Linked DNA regions of Sus scrofa: region 2 is linked to region 1. A link is a contact called in public HiChIP or PLAC-seq data. All regions are on one chromosome and are shown on one strand. The core of a region is the stretch at or near the end of the contact, and the rest is flanking DNA. Distances in the headings are between cores, read along the strand shown.

Region 1 (6,244 bases), core at 836-3,335:
AAAAAAAAAAAGTTACTTCTCACAATTTGGTAGGATTTTGGATGATTCTTCTGTGCCACCTGGTAGTGACTGGGGTCATGCCACAGCCCTGTCCCTTCCTCCACAAGCTATCTCATACTCCAGCATTCTCCTTGTGGCTTCTCTCCAGCAAAATAGTCTGTGCTTCCTTATAGCCTGGCAGCTGGGTTCCAAAGGCATGAAAGTGGGAGCTCAGACTCAAGGAGAGGGAAGGTAGATCCCGCCCCACTTTGGTGGAGGGAGCGGCATTTGCATTCGGGAAAGGGAATGTTGGTGACATTATTTGTAGATCCTCTTCCTGGCTCTCAGGGCTTCTTGTTTTCCCCCACCAGTGCCTTATCTAAACCTCCACGCTTTCTGTCTAACGAAGACACTCCATCCAGCTGCAAAAAAATATTTATGGAGTTCCCGTCGTGGCTCAGTGGTTAACAAATCCACCTAGGAACCATGAGGTTGTGGGTTCGATCCCTGGCCTTACTCAGTAGGTTAAGGATCCGGCGTTGCCGTGAGCTGTGGTGTAGGTCGAAGATGCGGCTTGGATCCCACATTGCTGTGGCTCTGGTGTAGGCCAGTGGCTACAACTCTGATTGGACCCCTAGCCTGGGAACCTCCATATGCTGCTGGAGCAGCCCAAGAAATGGCAAAAAGACAAAAACAAACAAACAAACAAAAAAAACACTGAGTAGTTTACGGAGTTCCCGTCGTGGCGCAGTGGTTAACGAATCCGACTAGGAACCAAGAGGTTGCGGGTTCGGTCCCTGCCCCTGCTCAGTGGGTTAACGATCCGGCATTGCCGTGAGCTGTGGTGTAGGTTGCAGACGCGGCTCGGATCCCGCGTTGCTGTGGCTCTGGCGTAGGCCGGTGGCTACAGCTCCGATTCAACCCCTAGCCTGGGAACCTCCATATGCCACGGGAGCGGCCCAAGAAATAGCAACAACAACAAAAGACAAAAGACAAAAAAAAAAAAAAAAAAAAAAAAAATTTACTGAGATCTATAGTGGTAAGGCTGGCCAGGATACTGAGAAATGGCAAGATGAAAAAGAAATCATTCCTCTGTTCAAGAATCTCTCAAGGGGCATAAAAAACCAAACAACAGGAGTTCCTGTCGTGGCTCAGTGGGTTAACGAATCCGACTAGGAACCATGAGGTTTCGGGCTCAGTCCCTGGCCTTGCTCAGTGGGTTAGGGATCCGGCGTTGCCGTGAGCTGTGGTGTAGGTTGCAGTCGTGGCTCGGATCCTGCGTTGCTGCGGTTCTGGCGTAGGCCGGTCTTTTTGTGTTTTTAGGGCCACCCCCACAGCATATGGAGGTTTCCAGGCTAGGGGGCTAATCAGAGCTGTAGCCGCCAGCCTACACCACAGCCACAGTGATGCCAGATCTGAGTCACATCTGTGACCTACACCACAGCTCACGGCAATGCCAGATGGATCCTTAACCCATCTGAGTGAGGCCAGAGATTGAACCCGCTGCCTCATGGTTCCTAGTCGGATTCATTCCCACCACAACGGGAACGCCAAGAAATAGTGATTTTATTTGGAAAGCCAGCAGTTGGAGAAGGTGGCGTCCCAAAGAACCATCTTGCCTGAGTTGAATTCAGGCTTCTTTGATCCTAAAAGGGGAGAGAGTAAAGTCAAACATTTCCTGGCTCCCATCAGTCTCCGGAGGGGATGTGCTAATTTCCTCCTTCCCGCGGTCATTCACAGGTGGTCTTGGTCAGGATGTTTCCTGTAAGCTCAACAAAGGTCTTTTAGCTGAATGCTCACTGCCTGGGAAGCAGGGTTCCTGGAGATGGGCCACTGTGTATAATTTAAGCTTATAGGCAACATCCCTCTGGTGATTGAAGCATAATCGAATACAAAGGTTTTTCCTTGTTACCCAGCAATGGGCCTGAGGTGGGTCTGAATCATCCAGGGCCTTGTTATGACCTGGTCGGCAGGAGACTGTGGGCCACAGGCCCACCGCTAGCTTGCAATACGATCCAGGGTTGGGAGCCCTATAGCCTGTGTAGTGATCTTGTGTGCCAGGATTCCTGGATGGGCCTGCTTTCATAGTCTCTGCACCTGTTCTCTAAAAGGCAACTGTACTAATGACAGAGAGCATGAGTCACAATTACAGTTCAGAAAATGCGGTCACTTTAACGGGAGGGGAAAAAAAAATCATAGTCCAGGGAAAAATTGGTTCCACCTGGGGAGGCCAAGGGAGGCTTCCTGGTGCAGGTGCTTTTGATATCAGGCTTTGAAGGAAGAGTGGAGTTTAATCAGAGGAGACCAGGGAAGAACACTCCAGATGGAGGGACCAGCTTGAACAAAGACCCAGAGCTGGGAGCATCTGGGCATTGGGAGGGGACCACGGGCTGGCTGTTGGCCATTGGAAAAGTGGCCGCATCCCAGGGAACGTGCGTTCTGGCAGGAATAGAGCCTTGAGCTAAAAATATGACACGGGTCTGAACAGGCAGCAAGGGGCCCTGCAGAGAGCTTGGTGCCCACACCAGGGTGGGCAATCTGAGTCTCAGCACCTGACGTATGTGGACTAAAAGCAAGGTCACTTTTGAGGGGCTCATGACAAAGGAAGCGCAGCGCAGGGAGTGCTGGAAATTCCTCTCCCCATCACACCTGAATCTTGGGAAGTTGCCCTTGATTTTCGCTGAGGAGAAAGACTCAAGAGAGGGAAATTGCTGGAGTTCCTGTCATTGGGCTCAGTGGTTAACGAATCCGACTAGGAACCATGAGGTTGTGGGTTCGATCCCTGGCCTTGTTCAGTGGGTTAAGGATCTGGTGTTGCTGTGAGCTGTGGTGTAGTCGCAGACACAGCTCAGACCTGGCGTTGCTGTGGCTGTGGTGTAGGCTGGCGGCTACAATTCTGATTAGACCCCTAGCCTGGGAACCTCCATATGCTGCAGGAGCGGCCCTAGAAAAGGCAAAAAGACAAAAAAAAAAAAAAAAAAAAAAAAAAGAGAGAGAGAGGGAAATTGCCAAGACTGGGGAATAAAAAGAAATGTGAGAATAAGATTGGTACCTTCAGGAGTTCCCACTGTGGCACAGTGAGTTTAAAATGCTGAAGCCAGGTTCAATCCCTGGCCCAGGAACTTCCATGTGCCTTGGGTGTGGCCATAAAAAAGAAAAAAAAAAAAAAACTTGGCAACTCTGCCTGAGAAAAGGCAATGAAAAATTATTGAGGGATAGGTCTTGGGAAGGGAAAGGGAAGAAGTTCGCAGAGGAGACTCCTAGATGAAGGCCAGGGAGGAGTTCCCGTTGCGGCTCAGTGGTAACAAACCCAACTAGAATCCATGAGGATGTGCGTTCCATCCCCATCCCTGGCCTCGCTCAGTGGGTCAAGGACTCGCATTGCCGTGAGCCATGGTGTAGGTTGCAGAGGCAGCTGGGATATCAAGTTGCCCGTGGCTGTGGTGTAGGCTGGCAACTGCAGCTCTGAATCCAGCCGAAGCCTGGGAACCTCCACATGCCGTGGGTGCAGCCCTAAAACGAAGAAAAAAATAATAAGAAATAAAGGTGAGGGATGCTGAGTGCCAGGAAGTCATCCTACCTGCCCCTCTCTGTGCCAGTGGCAAATCCCCCAACTGTGGTCCTCCTTCCCAAAGAGCCTCTTCAGAATCATCCTCAACATGCAGCCGTACCCTCGGTGGGTTAAGGACCCAGGGTTGTCACTGCCGTGTGGGTTTGATCCCTGGCCCAGGAACTTCCACATGCCAGGGGCAGGGCCAAAAAAGGAAAGGAAACAAACAAATGCGGAGCCAAACCAACTAATGGAGCTGAAACATGCGGTGGCGGTGAGGATAAATGTAGAGGAAAGTTATTGGCAGGAGAATTGAGGAACCAGGTCTTGCCCGCTGGGGCAGTATCCCAGAAATATGAGATCTCAGAATCCATCTTTCTATCAAGAAAGGGAGACGACAACCCACAGGTGGGAAGAAATATTTGCAAACCCTCTATCTGATAAGGGTCTAACATCCAGAATATATAAAGATCACTTACAACTCAGTAACAAGAAACAACCCCATGGGGAGTTCCCTTCATGCCTCGGTGGTTAACAAACCTGAACCCGACTAGGATCCATGAGGATGCGGGTTCTATCCCTGGCCTCACTCAGTGGGTTAAGGATCCGGTGTTGCTGTGAGCCGTGGTTGTAAGTTGAAGATGAATCTTGGATCCCTCATTGCTGTGGCTGTGGTGGAGGCTGGCAGCTGCAGCTCCAATTCGAACCCTAGCCTGGGAACTTCCATGTGCCATGGGTGCAGTGCTAAAAAACAAAACAAAAAACCAACCCCATGAAAAAGTGAGCGAAGGACGTGAATAGATATTTAGCCAAAAAGATATACAAATAGCCAACAGACATCTGAAAAGATGCTCAAGATCATTAGCTATTGTGAAAATGCAAAGAAAAAACCACGGTGAGACACAACTTCATACCCACTAGGATGGCTGAATGGAAAATAACCAGTGCTGGCAAGGATGGAGTGACACTGCAATACTCATACACTGCAGGTGGGAATGTAACATGGTGCAGCTGCTGTATAAAATCGTATGGAAGTTCCCAGGCTAGGGGTCCAATCGGAGCTATAGCTGCCAGCCACAGCCACGCCAGATCCAAGCTGCGTCTGCAACCTACACCACAGCCCACGGCAACACTGGCCCCCCCAACCCACTGAGTGAAGCCAGGGGTCGAACCTGCATCCTTATTGATACTAGTCAGATTCGTTTCCCCTGTGCCAGGATGGGAACCCCCGGACCCAGCAATTCTGTTCCCAGGTATTTCCCTAAAAGAGTGGAAACTGGATGTTCAAACAAAAACTTATACATGAATGTTCATAGCAGCCTTACTCGCAACAGCCAAAAGGTAGAACCAACCCAAGGGCCCTACTCCTTTGCTTGAGGAGTAGATAAACAAAATGTGGTCAATTCAGGCTGATATATAATTTAACCATGAAAAGGAAAGTACTGTTACATGAACCTTGAACATATTATGCTAAGAAGCTAGATGCAAAGGACCACGTAATACATGATTCCATTTATAGGAAATATCCACAATAGGCAAATCCATAGATGGAAAGCAGATGCGTGCTTGCCAGGAGCTGGGAGGAAGAGGGATGGGGGAGAGTGACTGCTCTAATAGGTGGGGGATTTCCTTTTGGGGATGATGAAACAGCTCTGGAACTAGTTTTTGTTGTTGTTGTTGTTTTTTGTCTTTTTGTTGTTTTAGGGCCAAACCCACAGCACGTGGAGGTTCCTAGGCTAGGGGTCACTTCGGAAGCCACAGCTGCCAGCCTACACCACAGCCACAGCAATGCCAGATCTGAGCCTTGTCTTCGACCTACACCACAGCTCATGCAACGCAGGATCCTTATCCCACTGAGCGAGGCCAGGGATTGAACCCCCATCCTCATGGATGCTAGTTGGGTTCATTAACTGCTGAGCCACACCGGGAACTCCAGTTCTGGAACTAGATGGGTGTGATAGTTATATACAACATTGTAAGTGGACTAAATGCCACGGAATTGCACACTCTCAAGTAGTTAAAATGTTAAATTTTGTTATATGTATTTGACCGCAATAAAAATAATCTAATTTGAGGAGTTTCTCTGTGGCACAGCAGGTCAAGGATCCAGAGATGTCATTGCAGCGGCTCAATCCCCAGACCGTGGCAGCGGATTAAAGGATCCAGCGTTGCTGCAGCTGTGGTGTAGGTCACAGCTGTGGCTTGGATTCAGTCTATGGCTCCAGAACTTCCATATGTCGCGAGTGTGGCCCTTATAAAAACAAAATGAGGGACAGTGATGATGGTTGGCGCCTTTTCACAAGGGCTGGGTATACCGGTCTTTATCGTCCCAGGGGAGGAAGAGACAGAAACAACAGCAAGAGGAGGAAGAATGTCTTAGCGGGGCCCAGGTGTGGAATCTAAAACACAGCAGAATAATGAGACTATTGGGCTTCCCTGGGCTGGGTCCCCACAGGTCGGGGGCCACACCTGCAAAAGTTCTTCCGGAGTGGCTAGGACTGGCTTTTCCCCAAGAGGCTGCGCTGAATCACTCTGGAGGTTGCTCCTCTCCTTTGCAGGGGAGGCAACAACCAGTGAAACCCCAGTTGTTAGTCTTGCCAGGTGATCATTAATGCCCCAGGCCAAGCTCCCTGGGCTTCCGGAATATGATCTGGCCCCTAAGGACGGCTCTCGGCTTCTCTCTCACCCTCCCTCGCTTTCCAGATTTATGGCTTC
Region 2 (5,673 bases), core at 1,950-4,449, 190 kb before region 1:
GCGGGCCTTTGCGTTTGTGTCAAGCCCCTGCCCTTGGGGTTCCCACCTGTGTCAGGGGTCAGCCTGCCTTGCCCTGCCTGGCCGCCAGCACGGGCCCTGCAGGGAGGCAGGGCTGGCCCATCCAGTAGCAGGACCAAGCAAGGACCCTTGCCCATTCTGGCTTGGCCGTTTGTTCCCCTCCCGTCTAAAGGCTTCGGAGCGACAGTGTCCTTGTCGTTGATGCTCTCAGCTGCGGGATGGCTGGTGCTCTGAGGCCAGCTTCAGACTCAGGGACTTCACTTTGGCCCTTCCTGCAGATGTGCGTCTGGCTCAGTCCATGATGGCCCAAACGCCAGGCACCAGAAGGCCCCCTGGTCCTTGTGAAGGTCCCGTGTGATGTGAGCCGTAAGGGTGCTGTCCGCACACTGACAGTTGCCTTTACTTTCATGTCTTCAAGCTGCTTGTCGACTTCTTCCTGCCCTGTGACGAATGCTGACTCCCATTCCAGGCGCGGAGAAACCAGAATAGAGAAGCTGAGCCGTTTGCTCAGCGTTTTAAGGTAGAGCTAAGGTTAGAGGCCAGGTCCTCAACATGAAAACTACAGCCTTCGGGCGACATTTGTGAATTGGTTAATGACTGGGAACGTGGAGCCCTGCGTGGGCTGGTGGACAGGAAAGCCGTGCCTGGGCTGGACATTGAGAGGGTGGCTTTTGTCCTCTGTGTTCTGAGGCGCTACGGAGTCTAGCTACAGGCTGTAAATAAGTGCTAAGAATACGTGTAATTAGAGCCTCTGTTGTGCTGGTCAATCCGGAGAGTAAACATGGTTGAGTCAGATTTCTAGAACTGAATTCAAATCATCTTGGAATCAGTACTCAGTCTTCCCTGTGAAGAGTTGTTGTGATTAAGGTTAATATTTAATGAATACACAGAGCATCTCAAAGTGTATTGGAGATTCTTACACAGGTATAATTAGCCACAAAAGCATTGACCAAAAATAGAGTGTTTTTAAGGAAGAACTTGTGATTCGGCTCGCAGAACTATGTAATGAGAAGAGAGAGAGTCAGTTTCTGCTTTCACCTGTCCTGCAGTTCTCCTGAGCAAAACATTTCTGTTCTTGTGCATCCTCTGTTGGAAAATTACTAGTCTGAGTTTGAAATGGGTTGCAGCAGCGGCCTCAGAATCTGCCACTTGGCTTTGGAAGCTCATCTTTTGACACGATCTGAAACGTAGTTGTCGTGAATGAAGACAAGCACGTCCAAGAAGGAAGTTGCCTGTGGGCCTAAGACAGGCCCACAGGATGGCTTACTTGGGACCAGGAAGCAGAGAGGAGACAGCGGTCTTCAGTCCCGTTTGCCACGTGGAGTGACAAGGAAGGTTGTCATGGGTTCGTCCTGGTGACCCAGGAGTGACCGCGTCCCATCTCTCTGAGAACCAAATCAGATGTGGTTCTTTCCAGGAGGTTCCTTCCCAAGAAATCGTGGCAGGTGTGTGTTTTTTGCAGTGGCTGAAAGTGTACTTCCTTCCAAGAGAAATAACTGAAGCCCCGTGTTGTGTCGACACTTGCGGGCCTTGGTTGGAGGAGGCGTCCTGTGTGCCCAGGACCAGTGCTGGCCCTGCAGAGGGGAAGAAGGGCCACACTGCCTGAAACAGCACTTCCCTGGAGGGCGCTTTCTCACAGATGGTGGACGAAAATGCATGCCCCCAAACCAGCTGTCCAGTCGCTTCTCTGTTTTGCTAAGTAGCATCCAAACACATGGAAGTCCTGAGCCTTGCTGAGCCGGGAGTTTCCAGCAGCGCTGAGCTCTGGCACCTTCTCTACTGCCCGCACACTTCCCGCCACACGAAGTCCATTGACCCAAACGAGCGTTTCCGCACAATCGGCAGAACCGAAATTTCTTCGAGCTTGGAGCCCAGGTCACTGTGGAGTTGCGTTCCAGTCACGGTGCTCTGGCCGTGGCCGCAGCCCTCAGCTGCTGGCTCGCCGGCTGCCGCCTCTGGCACCCCCGCCTTCCGCTAAGCAGAGGAACCCGGTGACGGTCCTCAGATTGAGGAATCTGACTCTGGTGCTTTCCCGCCAGCACAGAACAGGGCCCATCCCTGGTCACTTTTCCGCCCGGGATACCGGGGAAAGGAAGGAAAGCGGTGCCCCGGCTTTGAGGGCGGCTTTGCGTTTAGCATGTGAACGGCCGCGAGGCACGTGCCTTCTCGTCCTTTGCACCCGGAAAGTGGTTCTTTCAAGTGCGTGTTTTCAAAAGAACAGGCTGCCGGTTCCTGTGTCTCACAGGAGGGCGGGTCTTTTCTCTGCATCTCTGGCTTGTGTGTCAAGCCGTGGCCGACCGCCTGTTGCAGGCGGGCCATCAGAACCCTCCGCTGAGGCCATTTTGAGTGGAGGTGGCCGGCCGGATGCTGCAGGGCTGCGAGATGGCCTGCTCAGGGCCCGGCACGGCCCAGAACACTCAGTGAGTGTGAGCTGGTCCTCCCGGCACTGTCTCTCAGGAGCCGAGCCAAGTGTTGCTGGGTACATGGCTCACCTTCCCTGCCCCTTCGCCTTGGGGACGGGATGGCCACAGCACTTGCTGCAGACAAGCTGAGTCAGCGCCTCACCTGACCAGCAGGAAGCACTCAGTAGCGTAGCTGTCACCATCAGCATCACCGTTATGAGGTGGTTCTTGCTGGCACTTTGATAGCAGTGTGATCAGGGCTGACACTGGGGGCAGGTACCCCCTCTTCTCACTGCTCTCCTCCCCAGGAACTCGCTCCAGCGCTCCACTCTCCCGACAGGCAGCCCCTCCTGTTATAAAGTCCTCAGCCCAAACAGTCTTACTCTGGCTATAAATAAAAATTCCTGCTGCAGAGTGCAACAGCTCTCTGTCAGAAGCAAAGCCGGGCACCAGCCAGTCCTAAAATAAACTCCAGGCTTCGGTGAAGTGGTGTTTCTGTTCGGTGGCCAGCCCCGCTTCTCTCCCTGCCCGTATGAATAAATATGACCTTAAAAGCCTGGAAATAATGCCCTGGACTTGTTGACCCTGGCACGGCGGGAGCCACGCTGCAACCCGCCCCTCTGCAGAGCCGTGAGGAGTCGCTTTGCGGCGATTAGAGGGCCGCTCCTGCCTCCGGAAGGTGTCTTTCCAGCCTGGCTCTTGTCCCAGCAAGACTGCATAGCTTGAATGCCACAGCGCTTTACAGGCCTGCTGTTGCCGAGGAGGGCGGCGGGGCAGCCAGGACACTTTGTCCAAGAGACGCCGGCGCTCCTTCCCTCTCCTTGGGGGCTGCCCGCTCCTCTGCAGCCCAGGCCTTTGGCAGCGTCCCTGAGCCCCCTCTCCCACCCCTGCACCGGGCAGGCCTGCGCCTGGACAGCAAGACGAGCTGGTCCATGAGCCTCCACACCCGAAACGGAGGCGCCACTGAGTCAGGAGGTTTCCTAGGTGCTCCGGTTAATAACAGCCTTAGAAGCCATTCCTCAGTGCTTCCTCATTCAGTACATATGTATCGAATTAATTAAATGCCCCAGCTCTGTTTTCAGAGGAGTTCCTGGGGGTAGTTCGGAGGACAAAAGAGAGTAGCTGACAGTCACTGCTTGTCACTCGCCAGGACGTCTCAGTGAATCCACCCAAAGACCTTGTGAGAAATCCATCCCCGTTTTAAGTGATCAGGGTTTTTTTTGTTTTTAATTGTAGTTGACTTACAGTGTTCTGTCCATTTCTGCTGTCAAGTGAAATTTGACATATAATAGACATTTTTCCTCACATTATCCTCCATCATGCTCCATCACAAGTGTCCCCTGTGCTGTGCAGCAGGATCTCATTGCTTACTTACCCCTCCAAATGCTATCATCTGCATCTTCTAACCCCAGACTCCCAGTCCGCCCCACTCCCTCCCCATGCCCCCCTCGGCCACCGTAAGTCTGTTTCTCCAAGTCCACGAGCTTTTTTCTTTTCTGTAGACTGATTCGTTTGTGCCATATATTAGATTCCAGACACAAGTGATATCTTATGGTATCTGTCTTTCTCTTTCTGACTTACTTCACTCAGTATGAGTCTCTAGTTCAATCCATGTTGCTGCAATGGCATTATTTTGGTTTTTTATGGCTGAGTAGTATTCCATTGTGTATATGTACCATATCTTCTTAATCTGTTCATCTGTCAGTGGGCATTTGGGTTATTTCCATGTCTCGGCTATCGTGAATAGAGCTGCAATGAACATGTGGGTGCATGTATCTTTTTAATGGAAGTTTTGTCCAGATAAATGCCCAGGAGTGGGATTGCTGGATCATACAGCAGTTCTATATTTAGCTTTCTGAGGTTCCTCCATACTGTTCTCCATAGCGGTTGTACCAATTTACATTCCCACCAACAGTGCAGGAGGGTTCCCTCTCCTCCACACCCTCTCCACATTTGTTCTTTGTGGATTTATTAATGATGGCCATTCTGACAGGTGTGAGGTGGTATCTCGTAGTTTTGATTTGCATTTCTCTAATAATCAGTGATGTAGCGTTTTTTCAAGTGCTTTCTTTGGAGAAATGTCTATTTGGGTCTTCTGCCCATTTTTCTTTTTTTTCTTTCTTTTTTTTTTTTTTGTCTTTTTAGGGTCACATCTGAGGCAGATGGAAGTTTCCATCTCGGGTTTGAATCAGAGCTGTAGCCACCAGCCTACACCACAGCCATAGCAACGCGGGATCTGAGCTGAGCCACGTCTGCAACCTACACCACAGCTCACAGCAACGCTGGATCCTTAAACCACTGAGCAAGGCCAGGGATCAAACCTGCGTCCTCACGGATGCTAGTCTGATTCATTTCTGCTGAGCCACGACGGGAACCCATTGCCTATTTTTCAGTTGGGTTGTTTGTTTTTTTGCTGTTAAATTGTATGAGTTGTTTGTATATTTTGGAGATTAAGCCCTTGTCGGTTGCATCATTTGATACTATTTTCTCCCATTCATCCCCATTTTAAAGAGGAAAAGACTGGGGCTCAAGAACTTAACATCACCTGCCCACGGTTACACAGGGAGAGAGCCCAGGACCCGAGCCCAGGTCTGTGTTCCTTGAGAGCGTGCCCTCTCAGCTGTTGTCCCATCTCCCGGGAAAGGCAGCTGCAGTGTGGAGTCTGCCGCCCCACGAGCTAGTATCAGGTGTGATCCATTGTGCGTACATGCTTGCATGCATGAGTGTGTGTGTGTGTGTGTGTGTATGAGAGAGAGAGTCACATGCTTGGTTCCTGCAGGGCCTGCTTAAGTGCTCAGGGGGGCAGGAGGGGGGTCAGTGAGGACTCGTCAAGCCCTCAGAGTTGGCACTTGTCTTAGTTCGCTCACGCAGCTGAAACAATACCATCGACTGGACTGCTTGTAACAAGTTCATTGCTCACAGCTCTGGGGGTGGGAAGTCAAGACCAGGGTGCCAGCTCGGTTGGGTGAGGGCCTTCTTCTTGGTCATAGACACTCAGTGATCTTCATGCGGCAGGAGGGCGAGGCACCCTTCTGGGGCCCAGACCCCACTGGGGAGAGCTTTTAAAGACTTCCCAAGGCCCCTCCAAACACTGTCATCCCTGGCGGTTAGGATTTCGGCACGAGTTGGGGCAGGGAGACACAAACACTCCAACCACAGCAGCACCGAGCGTGAATCTTAAACTAGGCAGATTCCTGACCAGAGGGGAGTGTCTCTCAGCAGGTCCTGTGGCAGCACCTTCCTGCCGGGGGTG

Evidence for each region. HiChIP or PLAC-seq counts read pairs in DNA pulled down with a chosen protein or histone mark.
Region 2: an H3K27ac HiChIP or PLAC-seq map of skeletal muscle shows a contact between it and region 1, with 2.8 times the contacts expected there. The contact joins two enhancer-like sites. A contact is called at or near these places in 2 of 2 datasets of contacts at active chromatin or transcription factors (alveolar macrophages and skeletal muscle).

The regions. Positions count from the first base shown.
Region 1 is chr1:271,324,307-271,330,550 of Sscrofa11.1, reverse strand. No RefSeq gene overlaps it. Among named protein-coding and RNA genes, the nearest start is that of PRRC2B, 9.4 kb to the left of the region's middle. Within about 2 kb of position 2,085, at least 7 of the 83 cell types and tissues checked have an H3K27ac peak or open chromatin away from gene starts, as enhancers often do. A contact at or near this core is called in skeletal muscle, where this site is marked.
Region 2 is chr1:271,518,782-271,524,454 of Sscrofa11.1, reverse strand. The region is part of intron 13 of RAPGEF1 (rap guanine nucleotide exchange factor 1); the gene reads left to right. Among named protein-coding and RNA genes, the nearest start is that of UCK1, 68 kb to the right of the region's middle. Within about 2 kb of position 3,199, at least 29 of the 83 cell types and tissues checked have an H3K27ac peak or open chromatin away from gene starts, as enhancers often do. A contact at or near this core is called in skeletal muscle, where this site is marked.